Regions from separate parts of the Muntiacus reevesi genome. Here region 2 is linked to region 1. A link is a contact called in public Hi-C data. All regions are on one chromosome and are shown on one strand. Each heading gives the region's core, a stretch centred on a gene start, on an enhancer-like site or on the middle of the called end of the contact. The rest is flanking DNA. Distances are from core to core; before and after follow the strand shown. Region 1 holds the start of CREB3L2 (cAMP responsive element binding protein 3 like 2). Region 2 holds the start of TRIM24 (tripartite motif containing 24).

What was found. Hi-C and Micro-C count contacts between places; a contact is called where the count stands out from the background.
Region 2: a Hi-C map of blood shows a contact between it and region 1, with 3 times the contacts expected there. The contact joins the promoter of TRIM24 here to the promoter of CREB3L2 in region 1. A contact is called at or near these places in 2 of 3 Hi-C or Micro-C datasets (blood and muscle).

The regions. Positions count from the first base shown.
Region 1 is chr6:96,348,844-96,356,616 of mMunRee1.1, reverse strand. It overlaps CREB3L2 (cAMP responsive element binding protein 3 like 2), which reads left to right and starts at 3,568. Exons shown (of 12, transcript XM_065939093.1): 1 at 3,568-4,064. The coding sequence starts at 3,963.
Region 2 is chr6:96,763,989-96,771,761 of mMunRee1.1, reverse strand. TRIM24 (tripartite motif containing 24) reads right to left here and starts at 2,693. Exons shown (of 19, transcript XM_065939105.1): 1 at 2,037-2,693. The coding sequence starts at 2,400.

The DNA.
Region 1 (7,773 bases), core at 2,319-4,818:
GTAGATTTTTCAGTAGAAACTTTGCAGGCCAGAAGGAAGTGGCACAATATTCAAAATGTTGAAAGAAAAAACTTCCAATCAAGAATACTCTTCCTGGAACAACTGTCCTTCAGAACTGAAGGAGAGATAAAGAGATTTTCAAGAAGCAAAAGCAAAAGGGGTTCATTGACACTAGACTGGCCTTACAAGAATTATGAAAGAAACTTCTCTAAGCTAAAACAAAAGGGTACTAACAGGAAAACAGAAGACAGTAAAAGCACACTGGTTAATCACTTAAAAAGCTAGTATAAAGGTTAAAAGACAAAAATAGTAAATAATTGCAACAACAATAATTTTTAATGGACACATAAGATTAAAAGATGTAAACTGTGACCAAAAACAAAATGGGTGGGCGCGGTAAATGCAGAGATTTAGAAAGAATTCAAACTTACATTGTTATCTACTTAGCGTTGTTTTCTGTAAGCCTGATGGCAATCACACAGCAAAAACACAAAAGATAAAGGAATCTAAGCATTGCTGTTGTTTAGTCTCTTAAGTCATGTCCAAATCTTTTGTGATCCCATGGAGTGTAGCCCGCCAGGCTCCTCTGTCTATGGGGTTTCCCAGGCAAGAAGACTGGAGTGGGTTGCCATTTCCTTCTCCAGGAGATCTTCCCAAACCAGTGACTGAACCTCTTTCTCCTACATAGAGGGGGATTCTTTACCACTGAGCCACCAGGGAAGCCCCATCTAAGCATGCCATTATAGAAAACCAAATAAAGACAGACTGTATGACACTAGACTGTATGAGGTCTACTGTATGACCTCACTTATGTAGAATCTAAAGAAACAAGCAAATTCATGGAGACAGAGAGTAGATTGGCAGTTGCCAGAGGCAGGGCTTTCGAGTGGAGGTCGGCAGTGAAATGGGTGAAAGGGGCAAAACGCACAAAGTTCAAGTTATAAAATAAGTAAGTCCTGGGGATGTAATATACAGCATGGTGACTGTAATTAAACATTGCGGTGATCCTTTCACAATAGATACAAATATTGAATCATTATGTTGTGCTCCTGAATTTGATACAGTGTGATACGTCAATATTAACTCAAAAAAACAAAAACCAATAAGAAAACCCAACAACAACAGACAGGGGAGCAAGGGCTGCTACTTTTCAAGGGATGCCAGAGAAGCTGAAAAGAGTCAACTAAATTTTTTAAGTCCTAAGAATGAGAGGGAAAGGGACAAACTCTAGACTCAAGATGTAGAAGAAAAAATGTGCCGGTAAGAAGTCTATACAGTGAACAGAAGGGTACATGAAATAAACGAGGCTGAAAAAACTCACCACTGGGGACTATGCTACTACTATGGCAATAGAGATAAATTTAATCAAGCATTTAGGACACCAATTATTATATTACTGATTTTATGAAGGAAAAACTCAGCAGCTTAAAACAATATAAACTTATTGCCTTTAGTTGGTGTGGGTCAGAAATCTCGGCATGGCATAGACCCTCTAGATCTGGGTCTCTCACAAGGCTGTAGTCATCTGATGGCTCAACTCGGGGAGGATTTGCTTCCATATTCACTCAAGTGGTTATATTAGCAGGATCCAGTTACTTGTGGTTATTGGATTGAGGGACTCAGTTCCTTGCTGGCTATTAGATGAACATCTTCCTCAGTCCCTTGCTATATAGGCTTCTCCATAGAGCAGCTCAGAGCAAGCAAACAAAAGAGGACGAGAGAATGAGGAAGCCAGGAGCCAGAATGTTTTTTGACATCTCTTCACTTTTGCCACATTCTCTTTGTTGGAAGGAAGTCCCCAGGTCCAACCCACACTCAGGGGGAGGCAGTTATAAGAGGGTGTGAACACAGACAGGCTGGATCATTGGAGCCATCCTAGATTCTGCCAACCACATGGGCAAAACCAGGGTCTGACTCTGCTTAGAACAGAAATGCTTGACAGATAAGTGTTTGTATTCCAGCATTAAGGAGGGTGTACATGTTTCTTACCTTGCTTGCTCATGTTGAGTGTTATGCTAAGAAAAATGGAAAAAGTCCTTAAAAATTGAATAGGTGATCTATGAAAATGACGTGGTGAAGGAGTTAGCAGATTGTAAAATAAAACCAAGAACTAAGAGAAAGAAAAAGAAAACTATTATACAAAGGAAATGTGGGCCAACAAAGTAGAATTCTACTTAAGCACTGTTATATTAATTAATTTATATTTTAAGCATCAAAATATTCTCAAGTAACCCAAGAGATAGGTCCAGACAAATGGAATAGTTCCCATGATAAACTGCCTCATAAGGACACCCTAGAGTCCTAAGACAAATTTAGAATGATCCTATCCATCAAAAAATATTTGTGAAGGTGACAAACCTTCACACTGGAATGTGTCATTGTAAGGAACTTTTAGGGACAATTTGCAAGGACTCCCTTATATTTAAAATGAGAAAACTATGTATGCAAGCACTTTGTTTCTTTAAAAGGAGGAGTCTGAAAGGAGGAAGAAAAATCACAATGTTGGGGGGGAATATTTTAGAAGAGGCTTTTTCTTTCCCAATCTAGGCCTGTTGGCCTGGGCCCCGCCCATCTCTGAGGACCCCTCTCCCCGCACTCAGGGCTTAGCACCTCAAACTGCAGCCACATGTGTTTCCTTGCCTGTCAGTTAAAACAGCAGCTTCTCCCCCAACCTCACTTCATTCAGGTCTGTGCTCAACTCTCACCTACATACAAAGAACTTCCCCGACCACTATCTAAAATATCATTCGCTTACTGTGCTTTTGTTTTTCTTTATAGCAGTTACCACTTTCTGACATGGGTTTCTTTCCTTGTTTACTGCCCGTCACTTCCACTGAGTTAAGACTTGTATCACCTGGAAAAGAAAGCCGTTGACTCTCCTCAATAATGTATGTAGGGTAAATAAAAGAATAAAATAAAATAAGAGCCCATAAAAAAACACGACAGGAGAAGAGCCTAACAGAAAGTGGGAGGAAAATGTGAGGAAGGACGAGCAATTACAGTTTGCCAGATATATGCCAACATAAATTCATGCACGAGAGAATATTTATATTTGTGTGCAACGTGTGACTTATTTTTTAAATGCTCTGAAAGAGTCAAATAAGCTAATCTACTTGAAAATACTTAAGACAGAATTTAAATCTGCGCTCACAGCACCGCGGTCTTCCAGACGATCGCTAATTTCTCTGATTTTCTCAGGATACTAAGCGCACCCTCCCTCTTATAAAATGTATTCTTGTCGCTATCTGATTGGCTGGCCCTCCCAGGCTCTCCTTTCTCGTTGGTTGTTCCCCCTGTCCTTCACTTCTGGATTCAAGCTCTCCATTTGTCTGCTGCCGCAGACCGAGGCTGCAGGCGGCACTTCAGCCAGAGTAGTTCCCCGGTGACGTCAAAGGCGCTGTCTGCCCACATTCCAGGGCATGGGCGGGGACTTCCCGCAGTCCCTGCCTTTGGGCGGAGAGCAAGACTTTTGATTGGATAGGGCAGCGAGGTGATCATCCGATTGGTCCCCGCTCTGGAGGGAGGTGGAATCTTAGCTGCGTCCTGGCGCAGAGCTGAGGAGCCCTGGGGAGTCTCAAAGTTTTTGAGTCTGGAGCAGTAGCCGAGAGTGGGCTTATTGAGAGGGGCTTTTCTTGGGATGAAAACTGATCTCCTGCCTTTATTTTGGATGCATACCCTGGTTTATTCTCCTCAGCCTACGATCTGATCTCTGGACAATCTGTCTCCTCAGGAGATTCTCAGATCTTCGAGGACACTGGACCCGGAGCCCTTGGCAATTCTCTCTGAGGCAGAGGAGCGAACGTTTTGCTTCCTAAGTGCATAAGCTACACGCATACGCACGCACACACGGGCACACACACAGGCACACACCCTCACTCGGAGGCGGATCTCGCCCTCCGAGGCCGCGCAGTCCGCTCCCCTCCTGCGCTCAGCATCCTCGGCCCAGCGCGCCTCGGACCACCATGGAGGTGCTGGAGAGCGGGGAGCAGAGCGTCCTGCAGTGGGACCGCAAGCTGAGTGAGCTGTCAGAGCCCGGGGAGACCGAGGCTCTCATGTACCACACGGTGAGGACTCGGCGGGCCGGGGAAGGGGCGGCTGGAGAGGGAATTGTCATCAAAGGAACAGCTCGGGACCAGGAACTGGGAAGGGAGTGTTTGGGAAGAGCCTTCCCAGAATGGAGCAATCTGGGAGAGGTGTGGTTTTTCTAGCTGAAAGGTGAAGGTGGGCCGCTGGCCCTTTAAAATTTTTGATAACAGTAACGACCCTTTGTGTTCCTTTAGCAACTTATACTCTTCCCCGAGGGCTTTTCACATCTGCTATTTCGTTTCCTATTGCTCCATAAAACTGGGGTAGATGGTTTGATAATCTGTTTCGTTTGCTACTGATTTTTGTGGGAAGCTTTAAAAAAACTGGACATAACAAAGTAGCAGTTTCTTTCCTTCGCGGTCATATTCTCTCCCTCTCTTCTTTACTTTTTGGTTTGTATTTTAAGAAATATACCTCTGCGTATGTGTGTGTGTCTTGAAAAAAGGCCCCTTCCTTTTAGAAGAAAGACTGCTTTATTTGACTCCTTCAACCATGCAGCCAAGAAGTCTGCTTCCTCCTCCTTCAGAGGAAAGATCAGCAAAGGGGTACGGAAAATCTGAGACAGTGCACATTTCGGAAAGAATTTGGGGAAGGTGGGACAGCTCATCAGTTCCTTGCTCAGCCTTATGCCCCAGTCGACCCCTTTGGGCATTAAACTCTCATAGAGCACGCACATTTCTTTAAAAGTTTTCAATTGTGAGTGTTTAGTATTAAATTTGCAACATGAAATTTTGTTTACAACAGCCAGCACTGAGACTATGACTTTATTGTGAGATCTCTTTGTTTCTATTTTCTTTTTACAAATGCAGATTTTGTATTGAGAGAGAGAGGGAGAAATACTAATAAAATGAGAAGCTTGGCTGTTTCCCCTTTATGATTCTTTTAGTGGGGTCAGTGCCAGGATATTTGAAACTTTTGCAAAATGGCCTGCAGGCTCCACCTCTCTGGCCTTGGCCTCTGGCTGACGTTATTTTGGGAAAAGGGAGGAGGGCCTCCCTGTGATTCCCACCAAGGCATTTGTGGTGGCTGAGAATGGCTTGTTGAAAACAGGCCGAGGGCGGGCTGAGAGGGAGTGGAAGCCCATGCTGGCTCAAAAGCCAGATGTGTGGTGTGATTTTCTGGGCTGGGCTCGACCAGCCTGTCCCGAGGAGACCATGTGGGCTGCGTTTGGACTGGGGGGTCCAGATGTGCTTCCTGTTGCCAAGATAGAACTGAGAGTGGGTTGGCCCTCAAATATCTCCTGATAGTATCTCCAGATGTTTCTCCTGACGTGGGCCACACTTTAACCATGTGCGAGGGGCAGCTCTTCTCTTTTGTCCTCACGAATGCTGTGAAAATGTCTCATCCAGCAGCTGTAATGCTTTGGGTTGTCTTTCTGCTGGTGGGATAAATTATGTGCAGCGTCCACATTCCCTTCCTTGGGCCTCAGGACTTATTTGTGAGATCTCAGGGTTTGAGATGCTACGTGTGACTGTGGCATTAACTCCAGACAGAACTGCTCGGACTAGCTCACATCTTTATGCACAGTTTCAGGAGTAAAGACCTTACCTTTTTCTTTGTAGTAAGAGCTTCATTTTTCTCTGTCATTGTGATGAAGCAGTGATGGGTGATTATTTTTATTTTTTTTCAATTATTTTTTATGTCTGCTGCTTAGGGACTTGTCTCTCTTCTGGGCAGCTCTCATATAAAATACCACTTGTTGTTGCAAGTCATGGCCCACAAACTAAGTATATGAATTAGTGTTGAAAGATGAGATTTAGTAGCACAGAAGACTGGATTATATTCCTTCTAAACTAAGGGGAGTTTGGTAGAGATTTGAAAATAGATAACTTTCCCATCTGTTTCTTGAACTCTGTTGAGTATCCAGTTGCAGAACTGGTTATTATTGCCATTTGTGAAATGGCCTGACCTCCAAGTGGAAAAAGGGTGGCCTGATTATGCATTCATTCAAAGATTTATTTGTTCTTTCAGTGAATGCTTGTTGAGTCTCTTCTGTGTGCAAAACACTGCTCTAAGCAGTTGTTGTTCAGTTGATAGTCATCTCGGAGTCTTTGCGACCCCATGGACTGCAGCACACCTGGCTTCCCTATCCTTCACTATCTCCCAGAGCTTGCTCAAACTCATGTCCATTGAATTGGTGATGCCATCCGACCATCTCATCCTCTGTCACCCCCTTCTTCTCTTGCCCTCAAGCAGCTGGGGTATATCAGTGAACAAAAAAAAATCTCACAATACTTGACCTTGAGAAGCTTGCACTCTATGTGCGTGTGTGTGTGTTCAAGGAAAGATAAACAATGAAACAATAAGCGTAAGAAGTAAGAGATATAGTATGCCGGACAATAAAGTACTATGGAAAAAATGAGAGTGAGGTAAGGGGGACAGAGTGAATTGAGTGATGAGAATAAGTCTCCCATGCAAGGTAGATCTGAACAGAGGCTTAAAGAGGGGAGAAGGATCTCAGCAGGTTGAAAAACCAGAGCAAAGGCCCTCAGGTGGGAGTGCATCTGGCATGAGCTTATGGTACCACCACCTTCTGTTTTAGATCCCCCCATTTGGGTCAGTTTTTTCCTTGCAAATGCAACTTACTCCTCAGGCAAAGTGCCTGTTTTTGGAAAGGCCCGCTGAAACTTTGCAAGTTGAGTAGATTAGGCATCACATAGGGAGTAGAGAGGCTGCAGGGAGGGAAGCTGGTAAGGTAATATAGTTACCATCTATTGAACATTTATCATCTGAAAGGGAGGGCTAGCTTCATAGGCCTTCCAGCCGTGCCGTCCCACAGGGCCCCGCAATCTGATGCTATGCTGTCACCATCTTGAAATCCTTAGTAATCTTTGAACAAGGGGCTCCACATTTAGATTTTGTATCAGGTTCCATAGATTATATAGCTAGTTCTGATGAAAGGCATTGTACTTAGTGCTTTACAAAAGTGATATCTCAATGGAACTTCCCTGTCAGTCCAGTGGTTAAGAATTCCTGCTTCCACTGCAGGGACATGGATTTGATCCCTGGACTGGGAACTCACATCCTGCATGTCCTGTGTTGTAGCAAAAAAAAAAAAAAAAAAAAAAAAACACCACCCTCAATGTTCTAATGAAGGAGTTGTTTTACAGATAAAAAAAGCTGCAGCTTAATGAGTTGAAGTGAATTGGTAAAGGTCATTTAAACTCAAGTCTGCCTGCCTCCAGCACCCAAGTTCTTGCCCACTGTGCTATATGAATGAAGGATCTAGACTTAAAAGGAACTGAGTCAGGGGATGGGAAAGGATATTTGGGGAGTCAGAAATTGCTGAGTCTGAAGGCAGCTAATATTTAACCAAGGTGGCAGTGCAGCCACCAGCGCTTCCTAGCGTGATCACTCTTTTGCTCTAAATAGGGATTTAGCTACTACATGCATGGTTGCTAATGTCTGTTTGGCAAAACTGTCACCTACCTGATTTTAAAAACATAGAAGTTGCCAGAGGCTGGGATTGTCACATCTCCCAGGCACCTTCTGTGAGCCATCAGGTGCAATGAAAGGAGTACATAGATTGAATTTGGACTTGTTCATTAGATCCTGAATTATTAGAGCCTTGCAGTTCCTCTTGAAGCTTAAAAATTAGTTCCCATACAGACGATGAGATATAATTTTAAATCAGTGAGTACCTTTTTTTGCTGCTGCTGCTGCTGCTGCTAAGTCGCTTCAGTCGTG
Region 2 (7,773 bases), core at 1,444-3,943, 420 kb before region 1:
ATTGAAGATAATCCTAACTTTTTTTCTTTAGCAATATATGTGGAAGTATTGGTTTGTAAAAGACATCTTCCTCAGTATAAAAAAAACAAAAACATTACCTTCCAATTTAAAAGCTTTCCTGAACTCTGGCTTACAATACAAACACAAAGATTAAAAAATATCTGGAGACTGCAACATTTTGAGAACTTTATAATTGCAAACTTGCTTCAGAATTGAGGCTCAGAGCTTTTATTACTCATGTTCTCATTCATTCGGATCTAAATCTCAAGCCCTGGAACACAATACATCTTAATTCTAGAATTATGCAAAATTCAGATCCTAATTGGCTACTGGCCACTTTAAACATTTAAAATATAAATAAAAGCAACCCTTAAATGTGTCTAAAAATTAAGAACTAAAATTTAAGTTTCACCTGTACTAACTTTCCAACAGGTGGGCCATGTCAAGAGCAAATTAGCATGAAGGATCTGAGATTTTTACCCTACTTGCAAACTAACAAAGTACTAGCTTACCATGGAAGCTGGGAGAAGGCATGAGACTGGTGAATCGGAGACAAAGGGCAGTTTATTACTTCCAGTAATAACATAAGCCAAAGCATCAACACTTCAGCACTGGTTCCCAGAGCCCCAGTTCTCACCTGGCAAGGTGAAGAGGGTCAGTTGACACTTGCTTAAGCAATGGGCTTGCTTAAGCAATGGGATGTGTTGCAGGAGAGGAAGCCCAAGTTTAGGGAACCCTAATCTTTTATGATGGGCAATAAGCATGCCTGCCTTCTACCCCGGGAGACATTGATCTGTTACTATTGCACCATATACATGGTTCCTCTTTGCTGTGATGGTAGACACTTTCTCTACCATACAAGGCTTTTCCTTATACAAACATCCTTTAAAAACAGAAACAAAGGGCAGTCAGTCAGTACCTCCCCTGGCAAGCTCTGCAGAAACAGCCAGACCCATGGAAAACTGTCTTTCAACTAGACACTGTTCCTTACATATAAATAAATCAAGAGTCTAACACTGCAACCTATTTAAAAGCATCAATTTCATGTGTTCTTTGATCTAGCTCAATTATTTAATGAGCAATTTTTCTCTAACTACATCAACTAGTCCCTTTTAAACAGGCAGTATATGTAAAACCGAATTGTTTCCGGTTACTTTGTTTTTTTTAAAGGGAGGTGCTCAAATATTCGCCATGTAAACGTTTAAAACCTCAATTATTCTACTACAAACAATTTACTGTGCTTACTTCAACTTTGTGTTTCAAAACCTGTTAACGTTAGCAATGGGACCTACCTGTCAAAAGTCTCATTATACGATAACACCACAAAGAGAACAGTAACTTCAACATTTCCAGCTGCTGTCCACAAAATCCAAGAAAATGCCGCACTCCAAATCACTTTTTTCTATTTGTCTTTACCATTTACCGTCTCAGAACAAAATCTCCCAAAGAGAAGCACCACAAAACACCGTCTCTTAGTTCCTTTGTCCCCATCGGAGAGAACTGAGGGCTCATCAAGGTAAATAACCCCAATCACGCAAGACAAAAAACCAAAAAACAGAATCCGATATGTAACCAAAGAAAAGTCCCCACCACCGCATCTTCATCCCTCCCTTCCCCTCGCCAGCTCAAATAACGTGGGTACAGACGAGATGATTAGGATCACCTGGACAAAGCTGCGGGGAGGCAGAGGGTAGCGGTTAACTAGATGCAGCCGGCAAAGGGCCGGAGAGAGACAACAGTGCACTCCGACAGAGGTTTACAAAAGTACGGGTTGCACGGGCCACGCAGCCGAGAGGAGAAGACTGGGGGGCGGGAGGGTGGGAGCAGCAGCTCGGCCAAGTCCACAGCGCCGGGGGAAGTTGCTCGCGGGCCGCCGAAGAGCGCGCGGGCCCTCCATGTCACCGCCGCCAGCACAGACCCTCCTCGCCCCTCCCCCGCCGAGCACCCCGGGCGGCGGCGACGTGACAGCGGGTCGCCGCGCCGCCCCGGGGCGCCGGCCTCCCCACCCCACCGCACCCTACCCTCCCGCCTCTCACCTTGGGTCGCGAATGGCGAGGAGCCGCTGACCGGCGAGCCGGGGGCGGGGACGGGCGGCGGGGTTTCGGCGGAACCCAGCATGGGCGCTGGCAGCATGAGGTAGCGCTGGGGCGCGGGCAGGCAGCGCTGGCAGAAGGAGTGCAGGCAAGGCAGCAGCTTGGGCGCCCGGCTCTGGATGTTCTGGTGGCACACGGCGCAAGTGTCCAACAGGTTGAGCCGGGCCGCCTCGCCTCCGCGCTCCGAGTCAGGGCCCTGGCGACTCTCGGCCTCGTTCTCCCCGCTCGGCGCCGCCGAGGGCCCCCCGGCGGCCGCCGCCGAAGCGGCCGCGGCCGCCGTCGCCGCCTTCTCCACAGCCACCTCCATTGTCCTGCCCCCGCCGCCGCCGCTGCCGCCGGGAAAGGGGGAGCGCGTTCTCGGCCCGCTGCCGCCCCCGGTAGACCTCCTTCTCCTCCTCTTCCTAGGCCGCTCCGCTGACCCGCAGGAGAGGGAGGGACGGAGGCGCGGGCCGAGGAAGCCTCCTCAGGCCCCGGGGATCCGCCTCCCGGGTGGCGCGGCCGGAAGAAGAGGATCTGTCAGCGGGGACTGCTCTTCGCATCGGGGAGGTTGCGCCCGGTTCGCTTCGCCAACCGCCGCGGCGCTCGTCGAATCCGCCCAGCGCGCCCTCGCCTCCCTGCCTTTCTCTGGGGCCCGCGAGCCCCACCTCAGGCCACGCCCCCGCCCTCCCTCTCCCAGCAACCGAAGAGAAGGCAGGGAGAGAGCCGTCCTATCCAGCCGCGTCTGATCGGTGGGCGGGGCCTGCCGAAGCCCGCGAGGCTCAGACAGCTGCGGCGGGAGGCTGGTAGGTGGGAGGGCGCTTGCCCAGCCCCGCCCCCCGAGCTCCGGGAACCGCGGCCTCTGATTGGCCCTTTGTGTGTGTTTCAGTTCAGTGTGTTTAGCTCCCCTAAAAAGATTAAGCGTTTATTTGTTAACGATCGACCACATAATTCGGTCCGACCGTGTTAGCTCCTCCTATGGGGCGGGGCTTCACAGTGTCTACCCAAAGCTGTTAATTAACTGCTTGGAAAAACTATTTACTACTGCGGACAGAGGTCCTGTAGGAGGAGTAAATATGGTGGGAGGGTCGAAGGATAACGAAGTCGAGTGAAGAGCAAAGGGAAGAATTTTTCAAAAAGGGAAAATGTATAGAAAAGATATTGTGGAAGTAGCATGGATTTTGCCACCTGGATTTACTAATCTCTGTGATAAGCGGGGAGGTTCTTTTGAAAGTCCGAAAATTTTAAAGGTTTTCCCCATGAAAAAGGTGAAATTAATTTTTAAATAAAGTCAGTGATTTGCTTTTTAGGTGAATAAAACTGATTTATTCTTCAGGGGATTAACGAAGACTGTTTTATTGCATAAATATGGCATCATTACAAGAAATGGAAATAAATGTCAATACTGATATCCAAATAAATCTAAAACATTCTTTTTCATTTCCCCAAACCCTCACCGCCCCTCCCTTCCCCACCCCCCCCCCACAAACTTAGATCAGAAGTTACAGTGTTTTCACCTTAAAAATGGCCACACTTTACTAAAGTATAGAAATAGGGTAGGGGAAACAAGCCTCTGTACACGCATGACTGTGAGGAAAGAAAACTGTATGGAAGTGCCATTTTAAAGAATACATGAAGTGATGCTGGACCTTTGCAGAGAGCAGGATGGGGTCAGAATAGGCTTTGTTTAAATGGAAATGATCCTGTGTAGAGAAATGGTAAGTAGTCAAGATGGCGATAGTCAGGCTCTCTTGTCCTCCTTCGTGTAAAAAACAACTACATGGTTATGTAACAGCTGAGATCATCTATAACAATGCACACGTGCATTGTGATGCAATAACTTGCCAAATTGCCACCTTTGTTTTTGTATACCAATATTAAGCCCACCTGAAACATCCCTTGCTGCTGCGTCAGCCACTGCGAATAAAGCATGTCTGCAGTTCCTATGGCTCCTCGCATTTTCTTCCAGCTTTGTTGCTTGCACCTTGCCTACCCTGGATTCAGTAAGCAGCGAGACAATTGGCATAATGGGCAGGATACCTAGCAGGTAGGGGAGCCTGAGGCGCCAATGGATGGAGGAAGCCAGTGGCCACGGCATAGCATGTGGTACTTGGTGGCCGTGGTCCTCTCGGTGTGGGCCCTGGTGGAAGACCGGGAGGCGGCAGACAGGTCACTGGATAGCCTTGAAAAGGTGTTACAGACGGCGAGTTCCTGTTTGCCGGACAAAATGGCATGTACTACTTCTGGCACTATGGGGTGGATTTTCCTGACTGCTCTGAAGGCTAATATGAATAGTGCCTGCAGGCAAGCTGTCCAAGTGTCCAAATTACAGAGACGAGACAGGAAGAAGAACGAGAGCAGAGTATATGTACACTGGAGCAAGAGATGAGTGGCCTTGATGAACCCAGTGCCTAGGGCAATGAAGAGTTAAGGGACAGTGATGATGAACATTATCAGACCTTGGGTCCCTGCTTGTTAGCTCGGCCCATTGTACAGCAGAAGGTGAAACATGAACAGCCTGTGGCCCCCCGGGGTGGAGCAGACATCCTCAAGGGGTTCCCAATGTGACTGAGTTCACGACTTGTCCACCATATACCCAGGTGGAGTTGATTAACTTGGGTAAGCAATTTCGGCAAAGCAAGGGGAACCCTTGGCAGCATGGCTTTTGTAACTCTGGGACACAGGAGTGGAAGGTATTATTTGTTCCACGGGATGACACAGAATGGTGGGCATCTATAACCACTCACCCCTCGTTAAGACAAAGATTTTAGAATGCTAGGCGACTCATGCAGGGGATACCTAGCCAAATGCCCTGCTGGAGTGGAATAATGCTGCCATCTGCACTGTGTAGATGGAAGCGGCAGAACTCCTCGAACCCATAAGTGGCATACTTTTGCCGAGTTAACCCAAGTTGTGAGACAGCTAGGCATGAAACAGTCTTATGTTTAACCAAAATACTCAAGGTCTAGATGATGAGCATTTTACAGGCAGCATGCAAGATGGCATTTTGAAAAATGTGCCCCAATGGGGACATAGTGAACAATGCCCTATTTACCTCTTTTGAATCCCTGAATGCTACATGGGACACCCCATCTATGAGGGAGGACTTGAGAAGTGGAGGGGCAATGCCAGGCAAAAGGAAGCAGGAATATGAACACCCTGAAGGAGGGCCAAGCTGGTAAAGTCCCCATCCAGGCCACATGGTTACAAATGTGGGCCAATTTTCTGGCAGTGGAAATTGACAGAAATAAAATTGGTAAGCAGCCCAGTGCTACACTCCTAGAGTTATGGAGGCAACTGAGACTGAAGCAGCAATTTACCAAGTCTGGGAAACACCCACAGCAAGAGATACAGTTCAGTTAAAGATTACATGGTGCCCAAGGATGTTCCTTCAGATGCCCTTTTCCACTTTGAACAGGGCTCAGGCCAAGGTGCCCTCTTGAAGAGCCCAAGTGGAGACCAGAGGCCCCATGAAGAACTTGCATTTCACTGGTCAATTCATTAGTGCAGAGAGTAATGGCTCTGGTTGCCAACAGTGCCGAAGGCAGCCTTCTTTGTGGCAAGTTGGAGCAGTTCCCTGGTCCTAGTGCACAAATTGATGGCTATGGCAGCCAAACAGTTAAGGTAAAAGCTGTGTCCTTACCTTTGGAAATTGGACGGCTTCTTGTGTGGATGTATACTGTGTGTATCCCTGATCACAGAATATATTTTGGGGATACATATTCTACAAGGCCTAATGTTGCAAACCTCTGTGTGGGAATTTTGTCCCTGAGTGTGTATGGTGAAGACCATTGAGAGGGGATATGTGAAGCATCCCTTACAGTTATTGCCAGCACCTTGGAGGGGAACAGCTGTGAGACAATATTGTCTACCAGGTGGCCTGAAGAAATAAGCATTACTATCATTGAGTTGGCTAAAGTGGGTGTTGTACAGCCCACTCATAGTCCTTTAACTCCCCACTGTGGTCTTTTCAGAAGTCTGCTGGCTCATGGCAGATGATGGTGGACTACAGAGAACTCAATAAAATCATGCCACCCTTGCATGCCTCCATACCACTGATCTGTGACTTGATAGACCAATTTACCACAGTGTTGGGCACTTATCACTTTGGAGTGGACTTAGCTAATGCTTTTTTCTCTATAGCTATAGCTGATGAGAGTCAAGGTCAACTTGCGTTTACTTGGGAGGGGAAACAGTGGATGTTCCAGGTCCTGCCCCAAGGGTACCTGCATAGCCTAATTATATGTCACTGGTTGGCTGTGGGAGACTTAGAGAAATGGAAGCACCCAACATCAGTGAACCTGTTCCATTATATTGATGATATGTTACTAACCTCTGATTCTCTTGAAGATTTAGAACAGTGTGCACGAGAGAGCATTTGGAATCATATGGGTTGACTGAGAATGCCACAAAAATCCAAGGGCCTGGATTGTCTGTCTAGTTCTTGGGAAGACAAAAGTGATACTGGAAGCTTTAATTGATAAAATATAAATGTTTCTACAACCTACTCTTTTGGCTCAATTGCAGACCTATGAGGGACTCTTAGGATGCTGGAGGGCATAAAACCTCATCTTGCCCAACTGGCATGCCCCTTCTACTCACTTGCAAGGAAGTGGGTGGCCTGGAATGGTCGGCTATCATAGAACAGGCATTCTGAGTTACTAAGTGGACACTGTAGCTGGCTGAGGCATTTCAGATTATGGATCCCATTAAGCCCTCTGAGTTAAATACAAAAATCACCCTTGAAGGGTTTGGATGGGTCTGTGGGAACAGCAAGAGTAGCTACATGCCCCTATGGGGTTTTGGTCTCAATTATGGAAAGGGGCAGAAATGAGGTACTCGATGGAGAAGCAGCTAGCAGCTGTGTATGCCACTTTATTATCCACAAAAGTGATTACAGGGAAGGCTCTGGTACATGTTAAAACAACGTACCCTATAGAGGGCTGGCTATGATCTTGGGTGTCATCTCCCAAGACCAGAGAGTGGCAAGACCCCAACCTTGGCTAAATAGGGAGCATATCTAGAACTAAGGAACTACTTGTCTGGCAGTCCTTTGTCACAGAAGCTGCAGCATATTCTAGAACCTGTTACATTTACAGTAGAAATGTTGGGAGACACCCCGACAATGATGGAACCAGGACCCTTATCATTTAAAGAAGGTAAACCACCAATAGATGTTCAAGCCAGGTACATTGATGGGTTCAATAGAGGCCAGGCCTCCTTCTGGGCTGCCACTGATATCCAGCTGGCCAGGGATACCATATGGTTTGATTCCAGAGTTGGTCAAAGTAGGCAGTGGGCTGAATTACATGCTGTCTGGATAGTGGCCAAGAATGAAGCAGTGCCCCCTTGCTATCTGTACAGATATTTGGGTGACTTATAAAGGTCTAATGTTATGGATCACCACATGGAAGGCACAGAACTATCTGGTAGGCCATAGACCCCATGTGGGAGCAAGCCATGTGACAAGATCAGAGGGACTTAAGGCATGAGAAGGACATAACAATAATACATATGACTGGGCATTTGCCTTTGGCGAGCCAGAAGAATGATAAACAGACACGCTTGTGTGTGTCTGGTGGGTGGAACAGGCTCCGCCCAATGAGATAGCAGCTTGGGTACACCAGTGCCTGCACCATGCAGGGACAAAAACCTTGTGGGCAGTCCCTCAAAGATGAGATCTTCTCATTTCATGGAAAGAGAT